Linked DNA regions of Mus musculus: region 2 is linked to region 1. A link is a contact called in public HiChIP or PLAC-seq data. All regions are on one chromosome and are shown on one strand. Each heading gives the region's core, a stretch centred on a gene start, on an enhancer-like site or on the middle of the called end of the contact. The rest is flanking DNA. Distances are from core to core; before and after follow the strand shown. Region 1 holds the start of Kdm4c (lysine (K)-specific demethylase 4C). Region 2 overlaps Kdm4c (lysine (K)-specific demethylase 4C).

Evidence for each region. HiChIP or PLAC-seq counts read pairs in DNA pulled down with a chosen protein or histone mark.
Region 2: a contact with region 1 is called in an H3K4me3 HiChIP or PLAC-seq map of bone marrow-derived macrophages, with 5 times the contacts expected there. The contact joins the enhancer-like site here to the promoter of Kdm4c in region 1. A contact is called at or near these places in 1 of 39 promoter capture datasets (the C10 cell line), 3 of 484 Hi-C or Micro-C datasets (bone marrow-derived macrophages, nephron progenitors and rod photoreceptor), 10 of 115 datasets of contacts at active chromatin or transcription factors (the 230-238 cell line, the SCID.adh cell line, bone marrow-derived dendritic cells and 4 more) and 4 of 9 other capture datasets (adipose tissue, liver, macrophages and 1 more).

The regions. Positions count from the first base shown.
Region 1 is chr4:74,250,331-74,256,641 of GRCm38.p6, forward strand. It overlaps Kdm4c (lysine (K)-specific demethylase 4C), which reads left to right and starts at 1,549. Exons shown (of 22, transcript NM_144787.2): 1 at 1,549-1,756.
Region 2 is chr4:74,360,678-74,366,857 of GRCm38.p6, forward strand. All of the region lies in intron 17 of Kdm4c (lysine (K)-specific demethylase 4C), which reads left to right. Among named protein-coding and RNA genes, the nearest start is that of Kdm4c, 110 kb to the left of the region's middle. Within about 2 kb of position 2,279, at least 4 of the 459 cell types and tissues checked have an H3K27ac peak or open chromatin away from gene starts, as enhancers often do. A contact at or near this core is called in bone marrow-derived macrophages, where this site is marked.

The sequences.
Region 1 (6,311 bases), core at 299-2,798:
ATTTCAATTATTTAATAATAGATGTGCAATCTTTGTAGTTCACAAAACGCCCTAAAATTTAAGATATGTAACTATAGTTTTAGTATATTCAATTGCTTTGGAGTATGGTTGCCAATCTCTATAATATCCACATTGAAAAATTACCAGTTGACTATATATAAGTTAAGTAAGTTTAGAATTGTATTTTTCCAAACCCTAAGCTGTGTTTTATTATTATTATTATTTTTTTATTATTATATCTAAGTACACTGTAGCTGTCTTCAGATGCACTAGAAGAGGGCGTCAGATCTCATTACGGATGGTTGTGAGCTACCATGTGGTTGCTGGGATTTGAACTCAGGACCTTCAGAAGAGCAGTCGATGCTCTTTACCACTGAGCCATCTCTCTAGCCCCCAAGCGGTGTTTTTCCAGTCAAAGAAATATGGTGGTTAGATCTCATTATCTTTCAGTTAATTAACCATATCCCATCTGTCTTTACAGTGCTCCCCCTAAAAAAAAAAAAAAGAAATAAATTAAAAAAAACACATTTAAGTACATTTAAATAGTTATGTTGAGCTTTTTTTTTTTAAAGAGGTGATCAGTTTTTGAGACAGCATATCATGTAGCCCAGTCTAACTTCAGGTCTATGATGTGTTGAGAATGATCTTGAATTTCTAGTCCTCTGATCTCTGTTCCAAGTCCTGGGTTATAAGTATGCACCACATTCATTAGAAATCCTTGTTTTCTAACAACACGTAAAATGATGGTCCTGTGTGCTCACTTTTGTATATGCCTGGTCAGTAACTAGAAGAAATGCAACAAAAAAACCCAGATAGGAACTGTGGGACAGTAAAACCTGTTTAGCCTTTGCAAAACGCTTAGTGTTTAGGCACCTATCTGGAAGTAAGAGTTTGAGATCTGTGTGATTCCTCTGCGGTCTTGGAAGTCAGATTTACACAGACGTGTAGGAAGGTAACTCAATTCAGGATCCCTAATCAAGATTTCTCTAGTCTTTAAGTATTAGACCTTTTTGCTCAAGGGCAGGCTTGGTTGCTAGGAATTTGGGAACACTGCTCACTTGGGATCTCCGACTGAAGTAGGCTCAGAGGTGCAGCCCACTGGTTGGTGTACCGGCACAGGACAATGTCATCGTGAGTCTGGCCTTCCTGACCACCTCCACTCGAGGTAAAAATCAGCCAGCCGTTCTTGCACCGAGGGTTGCCATAGACTCGCACCGAGTCCCTGCAGGCGTGTTCGTGTACTATTTTATTTCAGGTCCAGCCCCTGTGGGAACCTAGTGAGTGATCCGACAAAGATCTGTTGCGCACCTGCTCCTTCTGCTTCGTCAGTGTTTTTCCTCCTTTGAGAAAGAAGAGGCGAGCTTGTCCCCAAGGCAAAAGGAAATACAGCACGGCAAGCGTAGACTAGGCAAGAGGCGGAAGTCTCGGCTTCAAGTCGGGCACCTTTAAGCAGTTTAGAGACCCACGTGACCCAGAGAGCGCCCGGCCCAGCGGTCACGTGGGGGCGCGTGCGCCACACGCAGGCAGAGGCAGCCCGCACAGCCTGCGCGCCCGCGCCGCCTCCCGCCCACCTCCGAGCCGGGAGGGAGGGGAGCGCGGCGGAGGGATTCCGTGGTGGCGCCCCGTGCGCGTGCGCAGCGAACAGCTGTCACCCAGTGCGGAACAAGTCTTCCAAAGATTCCCAAAACCCTCAGGGGAGGCCGCACTTTTCATCCCTTTCATTCGGGTGGCGTCTGGACCTCCGCCAGCGGCGCAGGTAACCTCTTCTTGGTCGGGACGGAGCGGGAAGGGTGGCGGCCTCGGTCCGGTCTTCGCAGGGCAGCACGGGCCTGGGCGCTCCGCGGTGCAAAGCAGTCAGCTGGGAGGGAGGAGGCGGCCCTGACAGTCCATTCTGGCCCTCGGGATTCGGGAGCTCGCTCGCCTGCCTCCCGGGAGCCGATCGGAGGTGCTGTTGCTCCGGACTGCCACGCCTGTGTGGTCTGGGGCGCCGACCGACCCCTCTGCGGCCGACTCCAGGAAGGCCGGGCCTGTGCGTCCTCCGAGCCTCCCTTGGGTCGGGATGTCCGGATCCGCGAGGTAGCAGGTAGCCCGACCCTCACTCGGGTTCGTTCTTGGCCCTAGCAGATGATCTTTCCCTTTTTCTTTCCTCCGTCTTGAGGCCATTTCTTTGTGCGGTTCCTGGGGGGAGCCATGATGCGGGGTAGACAGTGGGCGCTTAATAGATGCGACTTCGTTGCGGCATGTGAACTGCCAGGGAGAGAGGGCGTGTTGTGCGATGGGAATGCCAAGAAGGCAGGCGGTCTAGCTCGGGCTGGAAGTTGGTGTTCTCTGCTCAGCAGTGAAAGCAGCTGGACTCAGTTCTGAGGATTTTCTTGGGGACCCAGAAGGCAGCCGCCGGTGTGGCTGAGCCCGCAAGCTCGCACGTAGTCAGTCAGGTGCTCTGAGAGAAGACTTGGAAGACTTGACCAACTTTTTTTTTTTTTTTTTTTTTTAAATCTTGGACTCAGTACGGTCACTCACACTTGGTGATTTACCTAGTACTGCTTAGAAAGCTTACGTTAGAAATGAAGCAATTCGGAACCCGGGAGACGCTTTTGATAGGCTCGGTAAGCTTAGGTTAGCACCAATCTTTGCTGTATTTCACCCACTTGAGTTTTGCGTTTAAAAAGGGCGGAAGGGAGTGGAGCCTAACTCTTTCTATGGGAAAAGTTATTAGTATTCTAATTTAAAAGTGTGATGGTTAAAACTTTTGGTATTTTTGGTTGTTTTTTGAGTCAGGGTCTTATATGTAGTCCTGCCCAACTTAGAACTCTGTATGGTAGCTAACCTGGTGCTCCAGGAAATCCACCTGCCTCTGCATCACCAGTGCAGGGATTCCTGCTGGTCATATTTCTGCACTGCTACTGGTTATTTGTTCTCTAAAATTTACGGTCCGTTCCCACCGCCTGGAATATATAGCTCAAGTGGTAGGGCCAATGCTTAGTATCTGAACACCTTAAGTTCGGTCTCTAAGATTGAAAAAGAAAAAAAAAGAAAAAGGAAAAAAAAGTTCGTTTTTAAAATTTAAAAATTTTTTTTTACTATTGAGCATGTTCACTAATGTTTTCTTAAAGCTTGCTGGCCTGGTAACCTATCATGCTTTGTTTTGGAATGCACTGCCTAGTTAAGTAGTTTTAGGACCTCCTTCCCATTTTATTTTATTTTATTTATTCATTTATTTATTTATTTATTTATTTATTTGGTTTTTCGAGACAGGGTTTCTACCTTCCCATTTTAGTGTTTAGAGTTTACACATAATGTTTACAGTTCTCCACGAAATTGGTAATACAATAAAATTCAACGCTAAGGCTTGCTTTATGGTACTAAAAAACTTACTTAATTCCTCCCTCCCCCACCCCACTCTCTTTCCTTTCCTTTTGTCTTGAGACTGTCTCTTGTAGCCCACATAGATTGGTGAATTGGTGATCTTTGTCTCTACTTCTTGAGTGTTGGAATTACTTTGTTTGACTCAGACCTGGGGACTGAATTCAAGGCTTTGGCGCATGGTAGGCAAACTCTATACCAAGCTACATTTCCAGTCCTACATTCTGTAGCAAGGATTCTTACTGCTATACCCTTGATACCCGTTATTATTTACTAGATATTAAATGATAAAACAAGTACATTCTGTACTGTCATTAAGTTCAATATGTAATGCAGGTTTTTTAAAAAAATTCTCTTTGAAGCAGTAGTTCTGGCTGAGTGTTTAAGGCGATGGAATAGAAAAAATTGTCTCCTTTTTTTGTATGTTAATATTTCATGGTCCTGTAAATACCATTTTTTGTTTATTTATACTTGTTTCAAACAATAGATTTTGATCCTGATGTTTTCCCTCCACATACTCCTGTCAGATCCTCTCTCTACCTCTTTACATACTTCATTTTCTCTCTCAAACTCCCCACAAAACTCAACCAACCAACTAAAACTCAAAACACACACACACAAAAATCAGTTTCACAATTAAACAGAACAAAAAGTGTATATATACACACAGACACAGGCCCAGGCAAAGGGAGTGGGGGGGAGAGGAAGAGAAAGAGAAGGGGGGATAGAATATGAATATCTTTCGTCTTGGTCAACTAATTCTGGGCACCAGGGCCTGCCCTGGATAGAACTGACTTTTGCAGGTGGTATCAATTACAAATAGCTTCTTGGTTAGTGGTGGGACTACAGGTACACGTATCCCTCTTAGCTGAGACCTTATCTAGCTTGAAGCTGTACATATCTTTTTTTATGCTGCCACAGGCTCAATGAGTTCATATGTGCATTATTGTTGTGTCTGGAAGATGCCCTCTTTCTCTGGAGTCCTCCATTGCTATGGCCTTGTAGTCTTTCCACCTTCTTGGTCTTCAGTCCCTTGATCTGGGACTGGAGAAAAAAATTTTTTTTTTTTTTTTTTTGGTTTTTTCGAGACAGGGTTTCTCTCTGTAGCCCTGGCTGTCCTGGAACTCACTCTGTAGATCAGGCTGGCCTCAAACTCAGAAATCCGCCTGTCTCTGCCTTTCAAGTGCTGGGATTAAAGGCGTGCACCACCACGCCCGTTTGGGACTGGAGAAATTTGATGAAGATATCCCATTTAGACCTGAGTGCTCCAAAGTCTCTCATACTCTGCATATGGTGTAGCTGATGGTCTCTGTTTTAATTACTGTCTACTGCAAGATTCTGTGATGCTGGCTGAGTGAGGCTCTGATCTGTGGGTATAGCAGCATGCTAAGGGCAGTCATTTATTGCAGTGTCCTTAGCAAAGTAACAGGAGATGTTTTTCCTAGACCCATAGCCACTTAATCAGTGTCATGGATTCTGTCTCATGGTAAGTTCAATAAAAAAGTGGTTTTTTACTGCAGTAAATACCAGTATCCCTTGCAGGCAGGTCACTGTTGTAGGTTATAGGGTTTGTAGCTGGGTGATACTGATGATTAACCACCTTCTCTGGTATGGTATAAAGTGCCTTCCAGCACTGTTAAAGTTTCTATTCGGATACCAGCTCCATTTCTTCATGTTTGATGATATAAATAGGTGATATACGTCAGCATTAGGGCCTTATCATCTGGTTGTGGCAAGTAAACAATAGCTTATTACATTTTGCAGACATGCCTATGGGAGCCATTTGGCCAATGACTCAAAAAGATGTAACCCATTCCCATCATTGGGGGTTTGTGTCAGGTATCTAGCTGTGGTATTGCCTCCCTCAGTATGTGATGATTCCATTTAGATTACTTCCATAGATTATATGTTTTAGGAACGTGTAAAGTAGTAGGTTTCCATATGGTTTTCCAAAGGGCCTTTAGTGTACCTCCCCATATTTTTTCTTCTGCTCTGCCCTTCCATTTCCTTCTCCATTTGATCTTCCTATTATGTCTTTCCATTTGTCTCTCCATAACTATATTCTATTTTCCCTTCCTTGGGATATGGTCTCCCCACCCCCAACTAGGTACTTAAACTTCTGTGACTATTCAAATCATAGCTCACATATCTAAAGAGTAAAAACTGACATCCACATAGAAGAGATACCATGCAGTATTTGTCGCCTTGGGTCTGGGTTGTCCGGGATGATGGTTTCTAGCTGTTTTCCATTTACTGGCAAATTTCATTTTGGTTAACAACCAAATAATATTCCATTGTGTAAATGTATCACATTTTCATGACTTGTTCTAATAGTTGATTAGCACCTAGGCTGTTTTTCTGGCTATAATGTATAGAAAAGTAATGAGCATGGATGTACAAGTATCACTTTAGTAAGATGTAGATTTCTTTGAATATGAATGCAAAGAGGTAGCACCATCCCTGATTTCAACTTGTATTACAGAGCTATAGTAATAATAACAGCATGGCATTGCCATAAAAAGTTGTCTTGCTAAATAGAATAAAGTTGATGATGCAGACATAATTCCACACACCTTTGGAAACCTGAATTTTGATGATGGAGCCAGAATTACACCAGGGAGAAAAGAAAGCATCTTTAACATGATGTAGTTAGACTGGATAGCTGCATGTAGAGGAATGAAAATACATCCATATCTATTTTTCTGTACAAAACTCAACTCTAAATGGATCAGAGTCCTCAATGTCCTACCATATACCCTGAATACGATAGAAATGAATTAGGAATAGCCTTGAACTCACTGTCACAGGAAAGGGTTTTCTGAACAGAATGTTGATAGGATAGGCACTATGATCAACAATTAATAAATGGGACTTCATGAAACTGAAAAGCTTTTATATGGAAAAGGGCACCATAATTTGGGCAAAGTGGCAGGCTATAGTATCTTGAA
Region 2 (6,180 bases), core at 1,029-3,528, 110 kb after region 1:
AAAAGTAAGGCCTATAAAGACAGCGCAGTATTGAAAGAGCAAGCGTGTCAGCCTCCTCCCCACTCTACATCTTCCTATCATATGGATGTAATATTTCTAAGTGTTAGCTTATTTCATCAAAACTATTACCTATTTTGCCAAATACTATATTTTTAAAATAAACCACAGTTCTTAACCTTTACATCTTTTAGCATGATTTCCCAGCCTTAGCACTTGATTTAGTATTTTAAGTTATCTATGCTTATAGAAGCTAAATAGCTTGTGAATACTAAGAAGTATAAAATGCCCAGGTGTTGGTGGCGCACACCTTTAATCCCAGCACTCGGGAGGCAGAGGCAGGCGGATTTCTGAGTTCAAGGCCAGCCTGGTCTACAGAGTGAGTTCCAGGACAGCCAGGGCTACACAAAGAAACCCTGTCTCAAAAGTCCCCCCCCCCCTCCAAAAAAAAGTATGAAAAGATATGGTATGTATGATATATGGCAAATTACTATTCTGCCTTAAAATAATTGTCACCTGAAGAGTGAGATCATACAATAACAAATAGTTTGAGCCTTTCTTGGGATTCTTCTTTAATTTCTATCTACCTCTGCACGCCGTACTAACGTATGGCACTATTATACTCATTTTCATCATGCAAGAGCTATGTTTATGTGGTAGTCATGTGCCAGTCACTGTATTCACTTATTCAAAAAGAGATTGTTAGGGGTCCACAATCCCTCTAAACCAATACAGGCAGTTGGCATGTACTGCTTATTGTTGCCAGCCAGAATTAGATGATAAAATCGTATTAGTCAAGATACAACATGTACTAGTGACAGAACACAGAAAAAAATAAGTTGGAACTGAACAGACTCTGATAATACTAGAAGATGCTATCCGAGACCAGTGGCAAGTTCCTGTGTTGCTTTGGGAGCTCAGTATCTGATGTGCGTAATCGTCAGCAGCAGTTTTACTCAGCCATGGACTTCAGATCCGGAAAAATAAACCCACCACTGTAATGGTGTTTCAGGTCGGTGATGCTCTCTAAATTCTTGACTTTCAGGAGCTGCCATGACCTCCACAAGGTGGGGACTGTTGAGGGAGGCAGAAAGGGATTTGTAAGGCCCCCGTCCTCCCTAAATACCATAATCAGCTGATGCATGGTAGACGAGAAGAGACATTTATCTAACTCAGTTGTGTGGCCACAGGTAAAAGTGGCTCGTGCTTCTTGACCTTTCATCCATTCTTTTGTAAGCAACCCCAATACAAAGCATTTCATCTGTCTGTCTGTCTGTCTGTCTGTCTATTTGAAAGTAAAGAACAAGTAAGCCAGTTGATCATTTCTTTTTTCTTTTTTTAACTGTGTAGCCCTGGCTGTCCTGGAACTCGCTCTGTAGACCAGGCTGGCCTCAAACTCAGAAATCGGCCTGCCTCTGCCTCCCAACGTGCTGGGATTAAAGGTGTGCGCCACCACTGCCTGGCCAGCTGATCATTTCGTATGCAGCACTGAGGGCTAGGCTGAGTCTCTCCAGCACCCACCACAGGGTAATGCTGCTGGTTCGCCTGCAAATGCTTCATCTGAGCCTTAATCACAAGTTGTCGTGTACAGGTGTTGCAAACTTGTTTGCCTAACATAAAGGATAGTAGCAGATCACAAAAATTAAACAAAAACAGAAAAATAGTTTGTGATGCATTGAAACACTCAAAATCATGAAGACAAACAAAAATGTTTTTGTTCATTTTGCAATGTAAAAAACATTACTTTTTCTTGTGAAAATTTAGTCTTTCTATACAAGTCATGCTTAACAATTAGTAACTACATAAGGTTTAATGAAGAACTGATAGGCAAGCATGAACCTATTTACTGTTTGTCTACTGACTTGTTTTTTTGGGGGGGGGGGGATCTGAGACAGGGTTTCTCTGTGTAGCCCTGGCTGTCCTGGAACTCACTCTGTAGACCAGGCTGGCCTCGAACTCAGAAATCCGCCTGCCTCTGCCTCCCAAGCTCTGGGATTAAAGGCGTGCGCCACCACCGTCTGGCTTTAAATACTTCTTGATACTGGATAGATATGTCTTCTAGCTGTGGGAAATTTTCTTCTCCTTTTTTTTTTTTTTTTAAATAATGTGCCTTTTATCCAGATTACATCTTTTATACCTGTAATTTAAAGGTTTGGTATTTATGGTCTCCTGGATATCCTGCATTTCTCCTCTTCCTACTCCTCTTTCTCTTCGTTCTCTCCGCCTCCTGTTCCTCTTTCTCCTGATCTTTTTTCTTAATTATTTATTCTTGCTAACTGATTTAGTTCCTCCATCCCAATCTCTCCACTTCCTGTCTGTCATTAAGTTCCTCCTTTTTGTGTGGCTTCCCTCTGAACTTTTTATTAGAATTACTAAATTTTATATTTGAAGTTCTAGTTCAGTTTTTCCTCAGAATTTCTGTTTCTTACTAAATTCTATTTTTATGTATTGAATTATTCTTTAATTCATTCAATAATTTGTTTCTATTTAATCTAGTAGTCTTCTTTCTTGCATTTTTTTCATGTCCCCTTTGAGTTCTCTGAATGCATTAAGAGTTGTTATCTTGAGTATCATCCAAGTTTCTTTCCTTAAAAAGAAACTATTGAAGTACTAATTTTTAGAGTAGCAAATTTGTTGTTTTTTGGTTTTGCTGTTTGTTTTGTGATAGTGTTTCTTTTAGTATGGATATTTTGCCCTCCCTTGTTCAGTGTTTTTATTTGGATCTGTTTGCTCTTATTGGTTTGGAAGGTTTGGAATTGGCTAAGTGATATTTCAGACTTATTTTTGTGGGCATGAAGGTCTAATGTGTGGTTGTGGTATCACAGATGATCTTTGCTCTGCTAGGGCAAGTTGCTGCTTCGGATCTCATAGTAGGTGCTATGTAGAATCAGAACGTTCTCATTGCAGTTTCTCTGAGATTGAGGTTGGAGGGCCAGAGAGAGATGTGTGAAGGTTACCATTTGGTTCACAGATGCTCAACATTAGCACAGAATTAACACTCCCAGATAGAAGGAAAAAGGGAGTGTACTACTTGGAATGCAGCAGGGTCCTGCCTCAGGTCCTCAACTGATTGTGACTTTGGTATTTGTAGGGAGAGTAAAGGGGTGATTTCTTTGGAAAGCATGTGCAAGTCTCACTTAGAGGTGCTAATATTTCAATGGGTGGTGGGTAAAGGAAGCTGAGAGTGCTGTCTGTGGAACGTGGGCATGGGCCTCAGCACAGATGTCAAGATGGAGGTGACTAGGTCTTATGAGGGGAGAGGGAGGTACTTCTCGTGTATGCAGACTGGCTTGTTGCAGATCCCCAGATGGGAACCCTTGGTAGAAGAGGAAAAAAACCTACTTGTCTACCTGTGAGATACATTTTGAGACTTGGTACTGATCCTTACCTGGAAAGAGGTTAGGGGTGGAGGAGGGACTTCCAAAAGTATTGGTTTTATTTTTTTATTTCAGAAGCAAAGAAAAATTGATGTGAAACATTTTTATTGAGTAGCAGACTATTTTCAGTCAAAAGAATAATGACATTCTGGCATTGGTATAGTAACATATATATCAAACTGTTCAATGCTTTTCAAATTATAATGGCTAGTTTATTGCATTTTAGAGCACTTAAGGAGTTTTTTAGAATTAAATATTAGTCAACAATCACTAAACATACCATGTGACACATATTGAAATAAATCATACCAAATGGCTGGCCTATAAGCTGCTATGGAACTACAACAAATTTTAAAAAAAGAAAAATGAATCAAACTCTCATAAGTATTTCACTACATATTACAGCAAATTTTGACCCAGTCAATTCATCATTTTAACCATCACAATCCGTGCTCTGGACAGAAAGCTCATTGGCATACTTAAGTTATTCCACCCTTCAGCATTTGTCCCTATCTTCTTAGGGGATTTCTGCTAAAATGCTTATATTTAAAATTAATAACATTATGATCATTTCACTTGGAGATTATTTCATTTTGCCATTATTATAAATATTTTAAAGAAAATACCAGATTAGGGAGCCCCCCCCCCCCTTAAATTGGGCTGTCAGGTTTTTACTAAAAGGTAATTGCTCCAAGCCTCCCTCTCGTAGAGAGGTGAGACTCTGGAAAAGAGAAACAGGAGCCTCAGCAATAACTCCTCTACTGAATTCTCTGCTGCTATACAGCATATGTTAATTGACAGAGAATTATAAAGTATGTTTATAAAGTAAGAGTTTAAGAGTTTGCAGAACTTATTCAAGCACAGAGTACTATCACGTAACTTAAGAAGAGAGATAAAGAGTTAAGTTTCTTCAGTACTTAATGAAGTACAGACCAGTACAAAAGAGTTAAGTTCTTAGCACAGAACAAGAAGAAAAAAATCAAGTTTCCTACAAGGCTGGAGACCATCAGTCTTTTAGCCTGTGATTCCCCTAAGACCAGGCAGGCTCCTGGCATGTGAGTATAGCAGAATATCATTAGAATTCATTTTATGGCTATGTTCCTTTGGCCGAACAGTAGTTTTTGGTTTTCTCCTAGGTCCCTGGCCTATGTAGTCTTAGGTTCTTAGACACCTGAGCTGTGTCAGGAATGGGTTCTATCTCATGGAGTTAGCCTTAAATTCAATCAGATATTGGTTGGTTACTTCCACACCAGTAGTGAACTAGCATATCTTGTAAGCAGGTAACCATTGTAAATCAAAAGTTTGTAGCTGGTTACCTTAGGAAGAAACATTATTTCTAAATCTAGGTTTGCACTGCAGTGGCTTTATAGTGATGAGTTATAAATTTTTATTCTGACTTATGAATCAGAATTTCTAACTGTGGAGAAAAGGGGAACAGAATTTTAAACATGATTCCCTGATAAACATTGATAGTAGTAAAACTAATTCTGCAAATGTTTGACTCTCCTATATTGGATAGTTTCTGTATCCCAGCCTAATGTTTTGGCAGGATCTAATGTGATAAATTTAGCATAAAATGGATGAGCAGGAGTCAGAAAACCAGAAGTCCTTATTGGTATAACTCATGAGTGACTTGGAAAGAGCCATGTTGATCCCTCACATTTGGAGGAGATGCACTCTCTATAGTCCCTCTTTGACTGGTTTAACCTATAACATGGCATGTTTAGTTTCTTTCATTAAGAGATTCTATTTATTGACTACAATTTTCTAGCCTGTCTTTAAACCATGATTTGCCTAGGACCACTCAGACAATATTGATTTCAAAATCATTTAGAAACAGAACTTTTAGGTCAGGGAATAGCATCGGGAAGGGATATTGTCTTACTAAGGTCCAGCTTAATTTTTTCTATAGGTTATTGTTGTTGGGGTTTTTTTGTTTGTTTGTTTGTTTGATTGATTGATTTTTGTTTTTTGGTGTTTTGAGGCTACACAGGGTTTCTCTGTGTAGCCGTAGCTGTCCTGGAGCTCACTCTGTAGACCAGGCTGGCCTTGAACTCAGAAATCTGCTTGCATCTGCCTCCCAAGTGCTGGGATTAAAGGCGTGCACCACCACTGCCTGGCCGTATCATGTTCATATACATATATATGTATATATGTATATATGTATATATGTATATCTATATCTATATCTATATCTATATCTATATCTATATCTATATCTATATCTATCAATCTATCTATCTATCTATCTATCTATCTATCTATCTATCTATCTACCTATCTATCTATCTATATATATATATATATATCTTGATGTTATTTTATAGTCCAGTCACTATTCCCCCTCCTGGTCTGGCCTCTGTTCCTCATCGCATATCTCCCCCCCCATCTCCAATAGAATATGTGTGTGTGTGTGTGTGTGTGTGTGTGTGTGTGTCCCTGCCAAACCTCCCACTCCCTGGGGTCTCAAGTCTCTCAAGGGCTAGGTGCATCTTCTCTCACTAAGGCCAGACCAGACAGTCATCTGCTGTTTATGTTTTGGGGGCTTCATATGAACTGGTGTATGCTGAGTGGTTGGTGGCAGACTGAGAGATCTCTGGGGGGACCAGGTTAGTTGAGACTGCTAGTCTTCCTATGGGGTCTTTCTCCCCTCAGCTTCTTACAGCTTTTCTCTAATTCCAGCACAGGGGTCCCCAGCTTCTACCCATTGTTGGGGCGTTAAGTATCTGTATCTGACTCACTGAGCTGTTTGTTGGGCCTGTCAGAGGCCAGTCATGCTAGGCTCCTGTCTATAAGCACACCATAG